7 separate regions of the Mus musculus genome follow, and all the other regions are linked to region 3. The links are chromatin contacts, called in public Hi-C and promoter capture Hi-C maps. All regions are on one chromosome and are shown on one strand. Each heading gives the region's core, a stretch centred on a gene start, on an enhancer-like site or on the middle of the called end of the contact. The rest is flanking DNA. Distances are from core to core; before and after follow the strand shown. Region 1 holds the start of Mrps15 (mitochondrial ribosomal protein S15). Region 2 holds the start of Cited4 (Cbp/p300-interacting transactivator, with Glu/Asp-rich carboxy-terminal domain, 4). Region 3 holds the start of Ppie (peptidylprolyl isomerase E (cyclophilin E)). Region 4 overlaps Nfyc (nuclear transcription factor-Y gamma). Region 5 holds the start of Ctps (cytidine 5'-triphosphate synthase). Region 6 holds the start of Exo5 (exonuclease 5). Region 7 holds the start of Nfyc (nuclear transcription factor-Y gamma).

What was found. Promoter capture Hi-C pulls out the DNA fragments that hold promoters and counts their contacts. Hi-C and Micro-C count contacts between places; a contact is called where the count stands out from the background. Capture Hi-C pulls out chosen DNA fragments and counts their contacts.
Region 1: a promoter capture Hi-C map of adipose tissue shows a contact between it and region 3, with 2.9 times the contacts expected there. The contact joins the promoter of Mrps15 here to the promoter of Ppie in region 3. A contact is called at or near these places in 1 of 39 promoter capture datasets (cranial neural crest) and 1 of 9 other capture datasets (adipose tissue).
Region 2: a promoter capture Hi-C map of second pharyngeal arch cranial neural crest shows a contact between it and region 3. The contact joins the promoter of Cited4 here to the promoter of Ppie in region 3. A contact is called at or near these places in 4 of 39 promoter capture datasets (cranial neural crest, embryonic stem cells, hippocampal neurons and 1 more).
Region 4: a Hi-C map of B cells shows a contact between it and region 3, with 6 read pairs. The contact joins the enhancer-like site here to the promoter of Ppie in region 3. A contact is called at or near these places in 10 of 39 promoter capture datasets (the 3T3-L1 cell line, the C10 cell line, cranial neural crest and 5 more), 1 of 484 Hi-C or Micro-C datasets (B cells), 3 of 115 datasets of contacts at active chromatin or transcription factors (embryonic stem cells and stem cell-derived neural progenitor cells) and 1 of 9 other capture datasets (embryonic stem cells).
Region 5: a contact with region 3 is called in a promoter capture Hi-C map of liver, with 4 times the contacts expected there. The contact joins the promoter of Ctps here to the promoter of Ppie in region 3. A contact is called at or near these places in 5 of 39 promoter capture datasets (cranial neural crest, hippocampal neurons, liver and 2 more).
Region 6: a contact with region 3 is called in a promoter capture Hi-C map of second pharyngeal arch cranial neural crest. The contact joins the promoter of Exo5 here to the promoter of Ppie in region 3. A contact is called at or near these places in 8 of 39 promoter capture datasets (the 3T3-L1 cell line, the HPC-7 cell line, cranial neural crest and 5 more) and 2 of 115 datasets of contacts at active chromatin or transcription factors (large pre-B cells and stem cell-derived neural progenitor cells).
Region 7: a contact with region 3 is called in a promoter capture Hi-C map of embryonic stem cells. The contact joins the promoter of Nfyc here to the promoter of Ppie in region 3. A contact is called at or near these places in 13 of 39 promoter capture datasets (the 3T3-L1 cell line, the C10 cell line, the HPC-7 cell line and 7 more), 7 of 115 datasets of contacts at active chromatin or transcription factors (cardiomyocytes, embryonic stem cells and epiblast stem cells) and 2 of 9 other capture datasets (embryonic stem cells and liver).

The regions. Positions count from the first base shown.
Region 1 is chr4:126,045,649-126,048,531 of GRCm38.p6, forward strand. It overlaps Mrps15 (mitochondrial ribosomal protein S15), which reads left to right and starts at 1,280. Exons shown (of 8, transcript NM_025544.2): 1 at 1,280-1,551; 2 at 1,786-1,830. The coding sequence starts at 1,422.
Region 2 is chr4:120,665,241-120,667,940 of GRCm38.p6, forward strand. Cited4 (Cbp/p300-interacting transactivator, with Glu/Asp-rich carboxy-terminal domain, 4) reads left to right here and starts at 1,323. Exons shown (of 1, transcript NM_019563.2): 1 at 1,323-2,580. The coding sequence starts at 1,563. The coding sequence ends at 2,111.
Region 3 is chr4:123,138,558-123,141,257 of GRCm38.p6, forward strand. Ppie (peptidylprolyl isomerase E (cyclophilin E)) reads right to left here and starts at 1,394. Exons shown (of 10, transcript NM_019489.6): 1 at 1,345-1,394; 2 at 309-407. The coding sequence starts at 1,375.
Region 4 is chr4:120,796,719-120,799,431 of GRCm38.p6, forward strand. All of the region lies in intron 1 of Nfyc (nuclear transcription factor-Y gamma), which reads right to left. Among named protein-coding and RNA genes, the nearest start is that of Mir30e, 25 kb to the left of the region's middle. Within about 2 kb of position 1,458, at least 39 of the 459 cell types and tissues checked have an H3K27ac peak or open chromatin away from gene starts, as enhancers often do. A contact at or near this core is called in B cells and embryonic stem cells, where this site is marked.
Region 5 is chr4:120,568,907-120,571,606 of GRCm38.p6, forward strand. Ctps (cytidine 5'-triphosphate synthase) reads right to left here and starts at 1,370. Exons shown (of 19, transcript NM_016748.2): 1 at 1,245-1,370.
Region 6 is chr4:120,923,557-120,926,256 of GRCm38.p6, forward strand. Exo5 (exonuclease 5) reads right to left here and starts at 1,449. Exons shown (of 2, transcript NM_028457.2): 1 at 955-1,449.
Region 7 is chr4:120,824,318-120,827,017 of GRCm38.p6, forward strand. Nfyc (nuclear transcription factor-Y gamma) reads right to left here and starts at 1,424. Exons shown (of 10, transcript NM_008692.4): 1 at 1,213-1,424.

The DNA.
Region 1 (2,883 bases), core at 30-2,529, 2.9 Mb after region 3:
TAGGCAGGGACTCTGCTAACCAAACCACATCTTCAGTTGCCTAATGTCATTTGAGTTTCATGTAACCACATTTGTCAGGATTATTCCCTGTGCTAATGGAGACCTTTCCACAAAAGCCTTGCCTGTCTTGGGTCTACTTTCCCCGGCCCTGATCTCAGGCTTGGGATGGTGTGTTCTTTCCTTGCCCCTCTCTTTACCCTCCCCACTACTTTTCCTTTATATTTGCCCTTGCATCCCTCATTTCAGTTTTACCACAGCTGAGTACCGAATACTGACTATTTAAACATGTGTTTTGTATACAGCTGCTTCGGTCTATAGGCTGAACAATGTAAAAGACATTGCTACCAATCTCATTTGATGTTTTGAGAACACTGCAGCCCATAAAGGTAGACTTTGCCCACAGGGTCTCATAGTAATGGCTCAGTACCCTACCAAAAACTCTATCCTTAGTCACTGAGATACAAGCCAACGAAAGAAGGCTAGAACCTGAGGGTTCTTACAGGGCCCCGGTGTCTGGAGGAGGGCCAAGAAAGAATATTAGCCTCTGGAGAAGGTAAGGAGAGTCCCACAGAAGCCCTAAAATAACTAGGACCTAAGACAATGGTTCTCTTTTTTTTTTTTAATTAAAGATTTATTTTATTTTATGTATATGAGTACACTGTAGCTGAACAGATGGTTGTGAGTCTTTTTTTTTTTTTAGATTTATTTATTGTTATATGTAAGTACACTGTAGCTGTCTTCAGACACTCCAGAACAGGGCATCAGATCCCATTACAGGTGGTTATGAGCCACCATGTGGTTGCTGGGATTTGAACTCAGGACCTTAGGAAGAGCAGTCAGTGCTCTTAACCGCTGAGCCATTTCTCCAGCCCCAGGCAATGGTTCTCAACCTTCCTAATGCAGAGATACTTTAATACAGTTCTTCATGTTGTGAAGACCTCTAATAAAATTATTTCCGTTGCTAGTTCATAACTGCAATTTTGCTACTATTATGAATTGTGATATAAATATCTGATATGCAAGATATCTGATGTGTGACCCCTATGAATAGGTCGCTCAACAACCTTCACCCCCCATGTGTCTTGACCAACAGGTTGAGAACTGAGGACCAGGTCAGGAACATAAGGAATTTAGAAAGTGATTAGGCCGGATGCAAGGTCAATAGGTGACATTATAGCGTTCACACAGTGCTCCGGGCCTGTAAGCGTAGAAACAGGCCCGCCCACCAGGCCAAATTCCTGGGCTCCGCCCCAGCTCCCTGACAATCCGGAACCGATCCATTCGCTCAGCCCTCGGCAGCTCTTGTCGCGCTCTCACCTCGATTGGTCGAGCCCGAACCGTCATGGCTGCGCCCATGTAACCTGGATCCACCGCGGAGCGGGCAGTGGCGGTGCGGGCCCCCCGTCGAGTCGGGAGTCAACATGCTGCGGGCCGCGTGGCGTGCGCTGAGCTCTGTTCGTGCCCAGGCGGTGACACGGGCCCCAGTCCCTGCGCTGAGGGGCGGAAGTAGCGCCAGTCTGCTCTCTGCGCGCTGTGGCCTGCAGCCTCCGAGTGAGCCGCCGAGCTGGGTCCCAAGGGACTGGGCGAAGATGGAGGAGACCAGGCACCCGGAGACCCGAGAAAGGCAGTGACAGGATGAGAAAGAGGGTGATGGCTAGGGAAGGGGTGATGAGGAGGGAGATAGGGAAGTGAGGCGGTAGTTAGGTGCAGGTGCCTACAGTTCGTGGGAGAAGGGACATGAGGGGCTGTGTATGGCAGAGTCTCAGCCCTTTCTATTCTGCGTAGGTCTACTGCGCGCCGCGCGAGCATACGCCGCCGTCCAGAAACCAGGTACGAGGACTTGGGTTGTTGAGACTTGAGGCCGCCTGGAAGGCTTGGGGTGGACAAGGGAACAGAGGTGGCGCGCAAAGGGACAGGCCAAGACCCCCCCACATTCATTGTTTAGGGGTGCACGAGAAGGTAGAAGTAAGAGCTTTCGCGTGAAAGCACTCACTCATTTGACAATACAGATCACCAAAAGCTCCGCCTCGTTGTGTGCATCCCTACTGTGTCAGATGAGAGTGAGGTCGAAGCCCGAGGTCCAACCCAGTCCAGCTTGGCTGGACCCAATGAGTGTGTGGCTGGCAACACTAGCAAGAGTTACAATTCTAGGAATGTAACACTTTTTATCTGCTATTCTGAGAGGAAGGATGAAGTTTCCCATCCTAAGTTAGCATGCCTTAGGGCCCTCTAACAAACACATACTATTTGAGGCAAGTTTGCTTTTTTTGTGAACCAGCGCTGAAATGAGTGTCAAAGGATCCATTGGAACACAGTTAATAGGATTCAATCATGGCAGCGGTATGAAAAGCACCCTTAACCCCGTGCACAATAAACTGTGATATCATAGTCTTTATTGCTTCTAGTGTCCTTTGCATAGTGGCAGGACAGAGTCTGGCTTGAGAGGATAGATTATCTTGGTTGCGCTGGACTGGGTTGGACTACAGGCTTCAACCTCACTTCCAGTGACATAGTAGGAATGCACACACAGAAGCCGAGCTTTTAGTGATGCGAACTGGCTATTGACATTCCCTTAAAGCTAGCAGCACTTCCTCTCACCCTGTACTTCATTCATGTGGTCAACCAGCAAGCTTTGTTAAAGTGCTACTTCTAGACTAGACTATGGACTAGGCTGGGGAATCGAGGAGTTAAAGAGAAGCCAAACTCACTCCTGTCCACGGGAGAACCGATCCCAGTGAGGAATCTGATAACTGTAGAGCCAAGTCGGTTTGTGTTGCAGGCACAGTGGATGTCTTGAGAAAGGCCCCTTGTTTGCAGCATGCAACATGCAGGTGCCCACAAGGCTTGCAAAAGAGAAACTGAGCTAACCTAGTTTGAGACCCT
Region 2 (2,700 bases), core at 73-2,572, 2.5 Mb before region 3:
CCACCCAACGCCCCTGCAGGTGGCAGAGCTATGATTAGAACTTGGGCCTCTGAACTCGGCTGCTAAACTTCTCCCCTCTACACCAGCTAGATAAACCAAAGTTCCAGGAAGGCCAGAGGCTGCTGCAGGGGGGAGGGGAGCCTGAGGAGGGGAAAGCCAACATGTGTAAGTCAGGCTCCAGGAAACCGTCCCCGGCATGCCTGTGGCTCAAAGAGCTTGTTGCATATAGGAATGACTATTTGCATACAGCCTCTGCACAGCCTCATTTTCCTTTGGTGCCTTAGTCTTCTTATCTGCAAAATAGGGCTAAAAATTCATACCCTACCCCAGAAAGGCACTTGTAGAATGTAGAGCACTCTAAAGCTCCAAGTTAGGATTATTGTGATTCAAAGAAGCTTTGGAAATCCCCCATTGGGTGATCATTAGAGCCAGCCTTATAGCCAACCTTTCACTAGATTAAAGAACATTTAATACATATGTATGTGCCAGGCACTATGGAGGGCTCTATACACACACACACACACACACACACACACACACACACACACACAGAGCCTCAGCTAACTTTCACCATAGGCGCTTGTGGTCTCTGCTACTCTGGCCAGCATCCTACGGAGGAGAAAGCCGCAGTTTGGTGAATGAGCTGCAATTCACGCCATCATTTGCTCATTCATTCCACTTTTACAGAAAGCCAGCTCTGAACCAGGCTGCGGGCCAAATGCTGAGGGTAAGAAGATGAACAAGTCCTTCAGGAGACATGCCCATAAATTACTTTAATAACAACTCAGGACAAGCTTCAACAGACAGCACAGTGTGAACCAGAGAGAAGGAGCAATTGGCTCCCTGGGGATTGTAGGAACAGAGAGCTGACCTCTTCAAAGGACATTGCACTTCGCTGAAGTGCAATACAAAGTTCCGGGTTTGAATCTTAAAGGCTTTATTTACTGTGTGTTTCCAGGAAATCTCTCCTGCCTCTGAGGCTCAGTCCGAAAAAATAGTAAATTGAGTGACGCCAAGATCCTGAAACTACAGGAACTGGCCCTCTCACCTCATCTGGCAAATTCAAGCTACTCCCATACCCCCTCTTAACCAGTACCTCGAAGGCCTGACCAAGCCCCAGAAAAATGTCAACCACCCAGCCCTACCAAAGTGCCTGCATCCTGGGACGCCCTTGCAGGCCCAAAGGGCGGAGCTCTGGTAGGGGGCGGGACCAATACCTTCTTGGACAGGTTCACGACCCGCCCAGAAGGGATTCATCCAGCCAATGACAGAGAGTGGGCGTGGCGTTCCCGCCTCTTGGTATAAAAAATCTCCGGACTTCAAGGCACTGCGCGAAAGCCTGGGAACCCTTGGGCTGTCTGTTTCTTTTGCGGCCTGCAACTACTGCTGTGGGCAGCGCAGAAGAGAGGAGATCCGGGAGACCCGGGTGAGACAGTGAACGAATCCGATTTATTCTTCCTCTGCCTGGTTGAGTTGCAGGGACTGCACAGTGCCCGGGTCTCCCGCCCAAGAGGAGCCGCTGGCCGAGACCCGGGGCGTGCCCTGACTGTCCGCCAGCTGCTATGGCCGACCACCTGATGCTCGCCGAGGGCTACTGCCTGCTACAGGTGCCGCCGCACACCCACGGCCCGCACGCTCCCCGGACTCTGCAGCCATACGCAGGCCCGGGCATGGACAGCGGTCTGCGGCCGCGGGGGGCTCCGCTGGGACCGCCGCCGCCACCCGGGACCCTGGCATACGGCTCCTTCGGGTCGCCGGTCTCTTTCCAGCCCTTCCCCGTCTCGCAGTCGCCGGGCGCCGGTAGCACGCACCTGCAGTCTGCAGCCACACCGTCCCCGGGCCGCATCCCGGCGCCCCCGGCAGCCGCTGGAGGGCCCTCACCTCTGCAGCCGGCGCCCGGAGCCGCAGCCTCGTTGCCGCCGCCGCCGCCGCCACCCGCCCTGGGCTGCATGGACACCGAGCTCATCGACGAAGAGGCGCTGACGTCGCTGGAACTCGAGCTCGGGTTGCACCGCGTACGCGAGCTGCCGGAGCTCTTCCTCGGCCAGAGCGAGTTCGATTGCTTCTCAGACCTGGGGTCAGCGCCGGCCGCCGGCTCGGTGAGCTGTTGAGAGCCACCACCCAGAGACACGGGACCTTGCGCCCGGTGGCCCGGCTCCCACACACCCTCCGTGAGGGTGGAGGCGCCTGGTTTTCGTGCCGAGACGGCTCCAGCCGAGAACACCTGCCTTGCCTCCAGGCTCTGCCTCCTGCCAGATGACAGTTGGGTCTCGCTTCTCATACCCAAGCCTCAGCGGTCTAATGGAGGGAACTGAACCAGCCTTCGGATTCCACGTTCTTGGATTCTGTGCCCTCTTTCCGCCGCCTTGCCCCAATCTGAGCCATTACAGGCCTCTGCCTGACCTTCCTTCTCGAGCAGCCTACTAACCGGATTGGGTCTAGGGAGCCATCTCTCCGTACCCCCTACCTTCCCTGGGCCCCTGGCCCGGGGGAGGGAAGGATTTTACACCTAACCCCTGCAGAGTGGAGCCATGCTCCCGCTGGCCTCTAAAACCAAAATAAAACTGGGTTGCTTTACAATTTTGAGTTTCCATTTCCTTTTCATCCCCACCCTCAAGTACCTGTAACTTGCAAAAAGTCTGAGGCTGTTAGAGTCCCAAAGTGAAACTGAGGCTCGCAACCTCAACAGCCCAAAGGACA
Region 3 (2,700 bases), core at 144-2,643:
TCTCTGTGTGTGTCTCTGCCCCTCTGCCTCTCTGTGTGTGTCTCTGTGTGTGTCTCTGCCCCTCTGCCTCTCTGTGTGTGTCTCTGTGTGTGTCTCTGCCCCTCTGCCCCTCTGTGTGTGTCTCTGTGTGTGTCTCTGCCCCTCTGTGTGTGTCTCTGTGTGATTAGTGCTGGGAACTGAAACCAAAGCCTCATATGGTGGGCAAGAATTCTACTAGAACTTAAGAATGTAAATTTAGAACTGGAATGTGACTTTAATTCTTTCCCTATCGGAGGGTAATGAGCGTTAAAGACACTCAAATGACCCACCTGTTTCATAGTCCAGAGGAATTTGAATATCTGTGATGTCTCCAAAGGGGATAAATGCAGCATGAAGAACCTTGTCGTCCACCTCTTCTGCCAGCCCGCCTGCAAATGAGCCAAGGACCTTCTGAGCCGCTGTCCTACACACTCAGAGGTCCCTGCACACCAGGGACTTTGCCTGTCACTGGTATGACAGGCAAAGGGAGGGATCTTTCCATCCAGTCCTTTGTCTACACAAACATCTCTCTCTACAGCCTACCCACACTACTTTCCTTTCTTCAATCTCCTTTTAAACAGTTCTGATTCGATCTCCAACTCTTGTGAAAGCTTTGTAACTGACCTCTCTGCCTCAATTCCTTCCTCCAACCGCCCCCCCCCAACCAAATATAAGTGGAAATGAATCCATCGGTTCTCTTAGACTTCAAAGTCTTAAATGTCACTGTCCTCAAGATAAAGTGAGAGCTCCTTGGTAGTGTACACAGGGTTATCATCCGACTCTCGCCGATCTCTCTTGTATCTTCCATTTTGTTTTCCCCAATTTCCCTGAGTTTCTCGAAAAATGACCCAGCTGCCCCTAGGCGCCAGGCTCTTTTACGCCTTTGAGCTTCGGCTCCGGTGCAGCGAACAGCTTTGCCTCTACTCTGACTCTTTGCCCAACTCCTGCTCAACTTCTGCGTCCCGGCAACAGAAAGTTTGCCCTCACCCAAGTTCCTGTCATCATTGTTAGTCCCTATTACAACGCTAGGGTGTGTAGGTTATTTCCCACTTTCTCCTAGATAGTCTGGTAACTCCTCCTTTAGGGCAGAGATCCAGCCATTCCGCACTGAATGTTTGTAAAACGAATGGGCGGGAGGGATTTGGAAGCCCAAAATTCTTGTCACTCGTCGGGGTTCCTGTGCGCTTAGTGGACTAGGAAGGTCGCCGGAATTGTCCTTCCATCTCGGGCTCACACCCTCAGGCCCAGCAAGCCCTCCATAGACCCCGGCTGCTTTCCCCCTTTCCCACATTGCTCAGACTAAGTCTAGCTCCCGCGCCTGCTCACCCACGTACAGCACACGCTTGGTGGTGGCCATCTTGCTCGCGCCCGTTTCCGCCGGAAGCCGGCACTCGGCCGGCCCCCTCGCCGTCGCCCCTCCCCTTAGGTCGGGGCGGGTCTTTGTGCGGCTGCAGGCTCCGCCCCTTCTTGGCTGTAGCTCCCAGAGCTGGAAGGAAACAAACCTTGGTCTGATCAACCTAGATATTAACGGCAATTGAACCATTACCAACACACTATGGTCCGGGCTGTCCAGGCAGCTGTTTTTGGCCAATTCGGGAGCCAAGAACGGTTTTTACACTTTGAACCGGGGTGAGGCGAAGGATCGACAATATTTCTTGAGAGATGAAAATTATATGAAATTAAAATTTCAATATCACGAAGTTTAATTGTTAGAGTATAGCCACATCCGTTCCTTTTCTATTGTCTGGCTGCTTTCATGTTACAAAGGGAAGAGACCTGTTCCTCCCACGGCCATTGATATTTTACCATCTGGCCCTTTGGGCAAAGTGTTTGCTATACTCTTGTTCTAACGTAATATTTAAATTTATAGGTTCTCAATAGCAGTACAAAACAGTAGGATCACATTTGTTTGCTTGTTAGAGTATCCCACTATGCCTTCCAGATCTCAGCCTCCCCAGTGCTGAAATCCCAATTGAATACCACCAACCTACCTCAAATAGAAATTTAACAAGTTTTATTTTATGTATTTATTTTGAGACTGGATCTTCCTATGTAGTCCTGAATATCTTGGAATTCACTATGTAAACCAGGCTGACCTTGAACTTACAGAGATCTCTTCCTGAGGGTTGGGACTAAAAGCATATACCACCACAGGAAGCTTTGCTGTATTGTTAAAGGGCTCTAGCAGGCCCAAGCTTGGTAAGCACAGGTGTGGCAGGCCTTGTCCTTCTCCCCATTCCCTCTGCCTTGCTAATAAACAAACAAACAAACAGGGTTATATTCCTAAAGCTAGCCGTAGGCCAAATAAGGTCTATTCCCTTATTTGGCCTCCTCCTGAGGATGATCACCAAGGTCCAGCTATCAAAGTATTAAAGTTCAACAATTGTATTAGTCAGGGTTCTCTAGAGTCACAGAACTGTGGGTAGTCTCTATATAGTAAAGGAATTTAATCTTAATCTTTGATCTCCCTGTCTTAATCTTCTGAAATCCATAGCCACTATGCCTCAAGATCTCCATACTGAGATCCAGGTCAGAAACTTCTATCTCTCAGCCTCCAGATTAGGGTCACTGATGAGCCTTCCAATTCTGGATTGTAGTTCATTCCAGATATAGTCAAGTTGACAACCAGAAATAGCCACTACAACAGTCAAATCCCCCCTTGGCCTACCCTAATTAATACGG
Region 4 (2,713 bases), core at 208-2,707, 2.3 Mb before region 3:
ATGATGTCAGTAGGAGGTTTACTCCAAATTGGAGGCTATAATGAATTTCAGTAAGTAAGGTAAGATAGAAAGAGACTTAAGGCTTGAGTGGTAAGACTATTCAACAATTGAGGAACTTGCTGTGAGCCTAGCAATCTCAAAATCACAACCCCACCCTTAATGACACAACAAAACTGTTAGAGGAAAACATAAACCCAATATAGGAAAACATACTCTCTCCACATTCAAGGCAGAGGTCAAAAGGTTAAGAGTTTCAGAGATCTTGAAAGTAATCTGGGCCATACAGTGAAAACCTATTTAAAAAACAAGAACAAAGTGGCCGGGTGTGTGGCCCACGCCTTTAATCCCAGCACTTGGGAGGCAGAGGCAGGTGAATTTCTGAGTTCGAGGCCAGCCTGGTCTACAGAGTGAGTTCCAGGACAGCCAGGGCTACACAGAGAAACCCTGTCTCGAAAAAACAAAACAAAAGAACAAAAAAAGGCCACTTCTTGATCAATAATGTTTACTGCTAAAAGGCTGACCAAACCTGTTTTTTTTTTTTAAATAAAAAAAACTAAAAACAATGCTCTCCCTATTAAATGTAAAAAAAATCTTAGGCCTTTACTGTGAAAAGCAATTGTATGTGTTGGTACTAACACACACACACACACACACACACACACACACACACCCCTGTATGCTCTAAGTGTGCAGTGTTGATCCTCTGGAACTGGAGTTACTGCTGCTATGATCTCCCATGCAAGTGCTAGGGACACAACCAGGAATCAAGTCCTCTGAAAGAGCAACGAGTTCTCTTAAGCATTGAACCATCTCTACAGTCCCATATCATTCCTTATTAATGTCTCTAATCCAGCCTGCATAGGTCTTTTGGGCTATCATCTTCAACCATTCCAGTGCCTCCAACTTAACATAAACCAAGACATATTTTCTGTTATTCAAAGCACCTATCTTGCTTGGGTAGACAAGACAGCACAGTGGATAAAGTAATGTGTCACCAAGCCTAACAACCCGAGTTCGATCCCCTGGACTCATATTGGAAGGAGTACCAATGTCCACAAGTTTTCCTCTGAAACACACATACACACAAATCAACCAATTAGCCAAGTTAAAAAAAAAAAAAAGTGAGGGCTGGAGAGATGGCTCAGCGGTTAAGAGCACTGACTGCTCTTCCAAAGGTACTGAGTTCAAATCCCAGCAACCACATGGTGGCTCACAACCATCTGTAATTAGATCTGACGGCCTCTGGTGTGTCTGAAGACAGCTACAGTGTACTTAGACATAATAAATAAATCTTAAAAAAAAAAAAGTGAGAAAGTCCCTATCCCCACTCCTTTTTGGTCATTGTTCTTACAGCACTGTGGAGCTTTGAATGTTATGTTAACATGGGGCTGGCCTCTAAGCAACTACACAGTTCACTGCTTGCCTAAACACTCATTTGCATCAGTTTCCTAAGGACTAAGATTACATCTGGGTTCGGACTCCCACCCCAACTACCCATGCCTGTGTATACTAGGCAAGTGCTCTACCACAGAGCCCTGCACACTTTTTTTTTTTTTTTTTTTTTTTTGGTTTTTCGAGACAGGGTTTCTCTGTGTAGCCCTGGCTGTCCTGGAACTCACTTTGTAGACCAGGCTGGCCTCAAACTCAGAAATCCACCAACCTCTGCGTCCCAAGTGCTGGGATTAAAGGCATGCGCCACCACGCCTGGCACCTTTTTACTTTTTGACCACATCTTCCTGTCACTGTTAAAAGCACTTAAAGTTCCAGCTTTGCTTAAGTATTCAATGACCAACCAAAACTCTTCAAGTGTTACATTTAAAACAGCAACTGAGCAATGAAGAGAAAATGTTAATCTGAATAAGCAGATGAGGAAGAAAGGAAGTGATGAGACAGACTACTTTGTGCATGCTATGTTAGATAACCATCTAAATTGCAAAGGAAAAAAGAAATTGAAAACTAGAATTTCTAAACAATTCTACCAATAATTTGCTTCTCACATAAAGATGAACCTTAGAATATGCCGTTATCAATCACCTTGGCTAAAAATCATTTCAAGCCTTCAGTTTCCATCATAAAACCAATCACAAACCGACAACTTCAGAAGGAAAAAAAATAACACTGTTCTACAAATTAAGAGACCAGTTTGTGGGGGCTGAAGAAATGGCTCAGAGCTTACGAGCACCTGTTCTAGCAGAGGACCTGGGTTCAACCTCCAGCATATACATGGTGGTTCACAATTATATGTAACTTCAATTCTAGGGGATCCATCATGCACATACAAACATGTAGGCAAACACTCATACACATATTATAATCTGAAAATCAAAGAAGCTGAGAGAGACAGACTTGTTAGTATGCTGGTCTACCACATAGACACCACTACAAAAATGGAGTCTTACTTGACCCAACTGACTACTATCAAGATCAGCTGAGGGTTTGTCTACAATCTAGTGTTGGATTTGGCTATATACATTCTCCTTAAAGATCTGCTCACAAGGACATACTTTTAAACTGGCAACAGAGGCACATTTTCTCCTTCAAAACCATGTTTCTGTTTGCTATCTACTATAAGATGAAACAAGGGCCAGATCATATAGCTAGGTTTTAACAGGAAAAGAAAAAGGTACAGCAACTAGTACATACAATGGAAGTGACATGATGTGAAGAAGGTATTTTAAGTTTTGTTGCTGTGGAATAGAATATGGCATACATA
Region 5 (2,700 bases), core at 120-2,619, 2.6 Mb before region 3:
GAGAGAGATTGAGACTCAGACAGACAGACAGACAGACAGACAGACACTAAGATTCTGGCAGTCTCCCAGAGTGACTGGCAAAAAAATATTCCAAAAGCCACAAAGAGCCAGTTGGAGAGGACCCATTCCCTAACGTTTACAAACTACCTATTATGGGAGAGCTACTCACATGCTGGGGGTACCACAAACTTAAGTCAAATGTGGGTCCAACTTAAGTATCTCCGGGAGAGATGACCTGGACTGAGGGAGGATCCAGGAGCTCCTTTTGAAAACCTGCCTTGTAATGGGCCCGTAAGGCTGACTGACTGAAATGAGCTAGGAATCAGGCAAAGCATGAACAAGCAGGTGAGCCCACAGGATGCACCAAGAAAAAAAGATTAGGGCAAAGGGATGGCCAGGGGCCAGTCCATGGGCAAAGTTGAATGTCCACGCTGCACTTTTTTTTCTGAAGATGACAAGACACAAAAGGTTTTTCAAGTACAGGAGCTATAATATAGAGCAAGGGGCACCAGATAAATTCACGAATGAAAAATGTGAAAGCTTTTGTTAAAAAAAAAAAAAAATGAAGTTGGTGAAAATCAGGCTCAGGATCCACCGCAGATGTGCTGAAATCTAAATCTAGCCCCGAAGTGCCTGATGCCCGGGTTCGCACCGCCGTAAAAAGTGGGACGAGAACCACAGCAGCACCCACCCGCGTCACCCGGCTGCTGAGGATTTAAAATAATGAGTGTGGACGTAAGGCAGCCACGCTGACGTAGTGGCCTCAAGAACGCCAGCATCTTCGCGCTGGGCTGGAAAGAGAGACAGCAGCTGGGTAGCCTGGGCCGTGAGGCCCAGCGAACCTACAAGCCCCTTCCTCCCGCGCGCCGGGCAGCGCCGGGAGGAGCTCAAGGCCGCCAGTCGGGCCCCATCACAGGCTGGGGCTCTGGGAGACCCCTCCGCGGCGGCACACCGCGCTCTCTACCTCACCAAGCCCGGCTGCCCGCGTCGCCGGACTCGGCCCCTTTCCTTAGCCGGGCCACGCGGCCCGCGCGCGGGAGCCGGCAGCTCGCGTTCCGGGACTGCCCGCCCCACTCCCGTTAGAGATGCAGCCCATTGGGCAGAACGCCGGGCCAGCTCTCCCCTGATTGGTGAGAAGAGACGTTTATCGCCCCGGCGGCGTGGCCGTCCGCGCCGGGCTCTGTCGGCGCCACAGGCTCTTGCACCCGGGAGCCGTTCCACCGGGATCCCTGAAGTCTGCCTACCTGAGGCCGGCTTCGGAGTCTCGTGTCAGCCACAGCAAGGCCGGCGCGCGCGTGGTGAGCCTCGGGCAGCCAGTGCTCGGCCGGGCCGCATGCGCCAGCCGTCTTTCTGAGAGGCGGGCTCTAGGCGGTGCGCACGCAGAGGGCGGGGAGAGGCGGGCCCAGGGGAGGGTGGGGCTAGGGCGCGCATGCGCGGGACGTCTCGCCGCAGCTTGTTGAGTGGCTACTGCGGGTGGGTCTCGGGAGTTGTGGGTTCTGTGGGCTTCCTCGCCCGAGGTCTAGAGGATGCTGGTGACTCGCATCTAACCGGAACCCTGAGGGCCTTTGCCTGGTCCCGCAATAGCCGGTGGACACTCTCACCTCCCATCCGCCTTCCCTCAGGCTGCGGGCCAAATCATCTCGTGCTCTCGCCCCGCACCGCCGCCTTCTCCCGGTGCCTGCTTGTCTCCCTCTTAGGCCGGGCCGCTTGGCTTCACGTCCTAGCCAGCTGCCTTTCCACACAACGCACCCTGACGGTGCCTGCATTAGAACAACTGTCGCGAGCCTACTTCCATCCGGCACTAAATGTAGAGAGGCAAACGAGCCCACTTCTAACAAGTCATGGGGATTTTCACAGACGATTGGGACTTGGGGAGTTAGTGTACAGCGGGTTCTGAACACGTAGCAGAAACGTTTACTGGCAAGGAAGGGAGGGAGGAATAGAAAATGAGGCAGAAGAAAAAGTCTGTGTGCACATTCCAGGCGAGGTCCAGAAGAGCCTTGCAGAGTGAACAGTGCAGGCTGGAGAGGTTGGAAGGGCAGCTCTATGCAGAGCGTTGTAGGCAAAAGATTTACAGCACCCAAGGTGATGATTTTGTCTTTTGAATACTACATAAACCCATGTGAGTTTTTAATACCCTCCACCCTGCAAAAACTACACAAAGGTTTCCTTAGGAAGTACCTTGTACCTTGAACTCCATCCAGGAGGCTTGTTTCCTTCCATTAGGAGTAATTTATTGCTTTTTTTTTTCTTCTGTCTTTGCTGAAAGAGTTAAAGAAAAGGTATGCCTCCCATGACCATACTGGTTTTTTTCAGGAAAATGACTCAAACAAGTAGAATTCCAAGAAACCACTTAGGAGAATTCTACAGGGGCTTCTCTCGGAGACTTCCGGATTCTTTCAGATCCCAACCAACAGCATGCTCTGAGTCTGCCCAAATACCCAAACTGCTCTGCTCCAAGAAGCTTCCATAAGAGGTACAAAACTGAACTCCTCCCCCAGTCGCTCTTCTGGGGGACCCCTTCACTCCCCTCCACTCTCCCATATTCTCTTTGATGGTCTTGCTTTCCATTTCACCAAGAAAATGCAAGCCAACAAGAGAACTTCTGTCTACCAGCCTGCTTTCATGTGTGCGAGCAGCATGGTCTTTCATCTTGGTACTTCAGACAAGTGGCTGCAGTGGAGAGGGCAGCCCCCCTCT
Region 6 (2,700 bases), core at 199-2,698, 2.2 Mb before region 3:
GAGAGAGACAGGTTTTGTGTGTGTAGCTCTGGCTGTCCTAGAACTTATTCTCAAGCTGCTGAGATTAAAGGCTATACCACCACTGCCTGGCAGACTTTTGACTTCTTTTTTTTTTTATTTTTTTTTTTTATTTTTAAAGATTTATTTATTTATTTATTATATATAAGTACACTGTAGCTGTCTTCAGACACACCAGAAGAGGGCATCAGATCTCATTACAGATGGTTGTGAGCCACCATGTGGTTGCTGGGATTTGAACTCCGGACCTCTAAAAGAGCAGTCAGTGCTCTTAACCTCTGAGCCATCTCTCCAGCCCCCTTGACTTCTTAAAGATATAGAAATATCTACTAATATTCATATTAAATATTTTATATATGAATATATGTTTTAAAAGTTTTAAAACAGATAAAGCTGAAAATTATTAGGTGAAAAATTAAATGAGATAGATGTTCAGAAAATACCAGATCGGCATCAAGAGTCTAGGGATCCTGAAGATACAGATTTTGAATCTAATCTTGAAACGTCCAGTAGAATTTGCTGGTATGCTATTTGTTTGTTTGTTTCTTTCTTTCTTTATTTTCTGGTTTTTCGAGACAGGGTTTCTCTGTGTAGCCCTGGCTGTCCTGGAACTCACTCTAGACCAGGCTGGCCTCGAACTCAGAAATCCGCCTGCCTCTGCCTCCTGAGTGCTGGGATTAAAGGCGTGCACCACCACGCCCGGTTCTGCTATTTGTTTCTTGAATAATCTTGGGCACATTTCAAAAATTCTCTGATGAGACTGGCACATCTTTAAAATGTATACTGGTAAGCTAATCCTTCAATGCCCACAGAGCTAAAACAGTACAGATATTAACTAACACACAATAAATGTGGCTTTCCTTCCAAAGGCATTGATGGGTCTACTATGTATCTATTTGCTCTGAAAAGTTCAGGAGAGAGGCAACTCGTACTCACCTGGGCCTTAGTTGATTTCCCTCCTCACAGGGAAGAGCATGTATTAAAACGAGGGGAGATGGGGAGGCACCTTGCTATGATGGAATGTGGACTTCTGTTCTCTTCACCTGACCACTCCTTCACATTATGGTGTTTCCACTTGAGTCACACTGCTAGGGCAGCTGCGTGTCATAAATCCTCCTAACACTGGCCTCTCCAAGGGTAAGGTCTCCAGGCGGTAAGTTCTGCTCTCCAGGTTCCCAGCCGCAGCCTGAGGTCGGAGGCCCTGCCTTGCTGATGGCTTCCGGCTGCCTGCTGCTGCCTTCATCCTCTGCGTCCTGACTCGTTACAGGCCTTCCACGCAGGCAGGCGTGTGCTTTCCACTCAGCCCCCAGCCCCAGTCCCCCTGGTGTGCCCAAGCGCAAAGACTCAATCGCGGGCCCAAAATGCACAGAACAAAAACCCGAATGAGGGGCGTGCCTGAAAGGGGCAGCCCCTTAGCTCTTCACCCCTGTCCCAGAATTCCCGGCGGCGGTTGGAGGCCCGCCCCTTTTCATGTCACACCCCTCCCCACCCACCAGGCCCCTGGTTCTCGCGACACTGGGGCTGAGTGGGCGTCTGCAGTCCGCTGTATTTCCTTATCCACCAGTGCCTAGTGCAGGCTGTTACCGTCTCGTTCTCTTACGCCCGCCCGGTGAGAGGACGGTCATGGTGGTCGTCTCGCTGTCCCCAGTGCAGCTGGCCTCTGACACCCTTGGAGCCCGAATCCGGATCTTAGCACCTGACATCAGCTTTCCCAGCTTAGTGAACAATCATGAACTCAAGCTTCAAAGACGCTGGCAGTTGTCAGTGTCTTATTTTATTTTATTTATTTCTTATCCTTTTTATTGGCCTCCAATTTGGGTTACTCCTGCCTCTGCTTTTTCGGTGCTGGAATTACAAGCCATTGTGCCCTTATGCCCAGATTCTTTTTAAAGATTAAAAAAAATGTTTTGTTTTTTCCTTTATGTGTATGAATGTTTTCCCTGCATGCATGTCTGTGGTTCATATCTTCTTGGTGCCCTCGGGAGCCAGAAGAGGGCCTCAGAGTTACAGAAGGGTTGAGTCACATGGGCACAGAGAAACAAACTAAGGTCCTCTGTAAGAGCAGCTAGTGCTCTTAACCTCTGAGCCTTTGAAAAATACTTCCCAGCATCTATGGTGACCCACACCAAAAATCTCAGCGCTGGGACTCTAGACTTGAGTCTAAAGTCCAGAAGGATAAAGCCTAGCTGTTAGGTTCATTTAGTTAATTCAGTCACCAGTTTAAGGGGTTCACCAGAATCAGGGTTTTATAAAGTGTATTGTATCAGGGGGAGGATGAACAGATTCCAAACAAGGAACTTGCGTAGGAAAAAAAAAAAAAAAAAAAAGAGGAAATTTCCAAATGTGGAGTAAAACCCATGAAATACTATCTTCAATCACAGTGGGAGCAAAGATAAAAGAGAAGCACTTGTGCCCCTCCCTTTGGCAGTATGGAAGCAGTAGAACCCCCCCCCCCACCCCCCCACCCCCCCCCCCCCCCCCGCCACCCACCATTCAGAGGAGAACTTACCTCCCAGGAAGAGACTTCATAGGATCCTTACAGCTTGTCAGACCACTCTGCAGAAGACACAAGCTGAGACAACTGTGGACAGGACTGTTCCTTGATCTGCTTAGTTGTACATCCCTCTTGCTTTGTTTAAACCTAAACCACATGTCAGAACCCCAAAGACAGTCTTGGAAATC
Region 7 (2,700 bases), core at 174-2,673, 2.3 Mb before region 3:
ACTTACAAACTCTTGCTTGTTCCCTCACAGAATGAGGATGGCACTGCCAATATCTGTGTGACTGTAAAATATACTCATACACCCAGGTAAGCACGCGAAACAAGGTCTATTACTCCTGAGTTTGTCTCACCTGCCCTCTGAACTGAAAGTTAAGAGAGATCAATTTTAAGGGGGAAGTGGGGTAACTCAGTTGGTAGAATGTTTGTCTAGCAAGCACAAAGCTCTGATCCTATATTCTTCTTAGACCAGTGAAAATTTCATATATAACATCTCAAAACTAGCATGATCCCAAATCCTGTAACCCCCAACTTCCCAATTATGCAAATACATTCTACAGCTGACTTTCTGATTCTACTTAATGTAATGTTAAAATGGCATTCAGCCTCTAAAAGTTGATACACCTGTCCAGTGGGATCCGGCTGTTTACCTGTTTCCCACTCTCCATTTCAGAACCCAGAATGGAGTCTGGAGTTCTACACTAATCCTCCGGGTTTCAAAACCCAAATTCTTACAGCAGGCTCCCTAATCCGATTCTGTCCTTCTGGTCCTCACTCCCACTACTTCCATACCATGCACTCAGACTTCTACTCAGGGTCATTCCCAAGCTGGATCAATTTCCAAGTCTAGCACCCCTAGGTCTCGAAGACACTTCTGTTCCGTGTTTACAAAGCAGGGGCTTGCACACCCCATCTTGTAGTTGACCGTGCCTCTGGTATTAGTAGTGACCCCTCCCCGTTGCAGGCCACACGCCAGGCTACCACTCTCTTTCTCCTCTGGGCCTCCGGCTCCGTCCCGGAGACTCCCCGCCACGCTGGCATTAGAGGGACCGTCGCCCTGCCGCCAGAGCCTGAGCAGCTAGCATCCCGACAGCCGCCAATTCCTTCATCACCCCCCAGGCCGGAGCCGGCGTGACCAATAAGGTGCCAGGTCCGCGGCCTCCCCGCCGCCGACCAATCACGAGCGAGCCCCCCCGCCGTCGCCTTCCGCCAATGGGAGAAAGCCCGCGGGCCCAGGCGCACGGACCCCGCGAGCGCAGCCGCGACGACAGCGGCGGGCCCGGCGAACACATAACATGGCGGCGGCAGAGCCGACCGAAGTGCAGCGGCGGCCGCAGAGGGAAGGGAGCTCTCCGCCATTGGCGGGAAGCACCGCCCTCACTGCCGGCCGCCCCCTCTCTCTCTCCCCTCCTCACCCAAGCTTTCATACACTCACAGGCCTCTACTCCGGCGTCCAGCGAAGAAAGCAGCCGCCCCCGCGCTGCTGCGCCGTCGGGCAATGCAGAGGCCCGGGCGCGGCGGAGGGGAGGGGGAAGCGTGCGTCACGAAAAACCGGAGCGCGTGCGGAGCGGGGGCGCAAACAAGATGGCGGCCGCGCCGTTTGTACCGTCTCCCCTGCCCCTCCCCCCACTCCGCGCCTCGACTCCCAGCAACGCGTAGTGCGCAGCGGCTGAGGTGCCTGAAGTCTCGCGAGAATTGTCTTGCCTGGCCAAGCGGGATAGTGAGAGCGGAGACTTTTGGGGCCCCGCCCCTTCCCAGGGGCGCGGGAGGCGTTTCTCGGTGACCTCCGAGGACGTTCTATATCCTTGAAGCTCTCAGCTAGGATGCGCTCGCTTCTGGGTTTTAGGAAATAGTTTTCCGTGTTTTGTTCTTCAAGGAAATGAATGGTAGGGAGAGAAGAACTTCGCGGGCATGGAAAATTTAAAAAGCCGCCTGGGGCTCAGCAAACCGGACGACCTGAATTCGATTCTTGGAACCCAGGATGGACCAGAAGAACAGAGTCCTGAAAGCTGAACTCTGATCATTAATGTGCGACGCGCGCGCGCACACACACACACACACACACACACACACACACACACACACACACACCAGTAAGTGAAGAAATAAAATTTCCAAACAACCAAAAAGGTGACATTTTAAAACGTTAAAATTGGCATAAAAAGGGCTGGAGAGATGGCTCAGTGGTTAAGAGCACTGACTGCTCTTCTGAAGGTCCTGAGTTCAAATCCCAGCAACCACATGGTGGCTTACAACCATCCGTAATGACATCTGATGCCCTCTGGTGTGTCAGAAGACAGCTACAGTGTACTTACATAAAATAATAAATATTTTTTTTAAAAATTGGCATAAAAAATTAAAGAGTTGGGAGGTGGCTCAGTAAAGTGCTTCCTACAAGCATTAAGACCTGCATTAGCCCCCCCAACACTCCATAAGCCACTAGCACAGTAGTCTCCCATACCTGAAAGGCTTGAAAAGAAACCTGCCAGCCTAGCTAAATAAGCAAGCTCCTGGTTCAGTGGGAGGCCCAGTCTATACAAATAGGTTGGGGCCAGCGCGGTAGAACTGAAATTCCAGCACCTGGGAAGACGGAAGCAAGAGGGTCTGTGAGTTCAACGCCAGCCTTGTCGAGTTCCAGGACTTCCAGAATTACGCAGGGAAATCCTGTGTCAAAAAATAGGGTGAAGTTTCCACTGAAGACATCTAGATGTTGCCTTCTATGGGCGAATGCATTCCATGCAAATACATTAACACAATATGTATGGCTTGGTGTGGTAATACATGCCTCTAATCTTGGCACTTTAGGCTGAATATGGAAGCCAACCATTTTGGGGAGGTGGGGGTGGGGATGGGGAAGTGTAGTATTTCACAAGGCCTGTCTATAACTGGTTGTCCGGTGCTCATTATGTAGTCCACACTGACC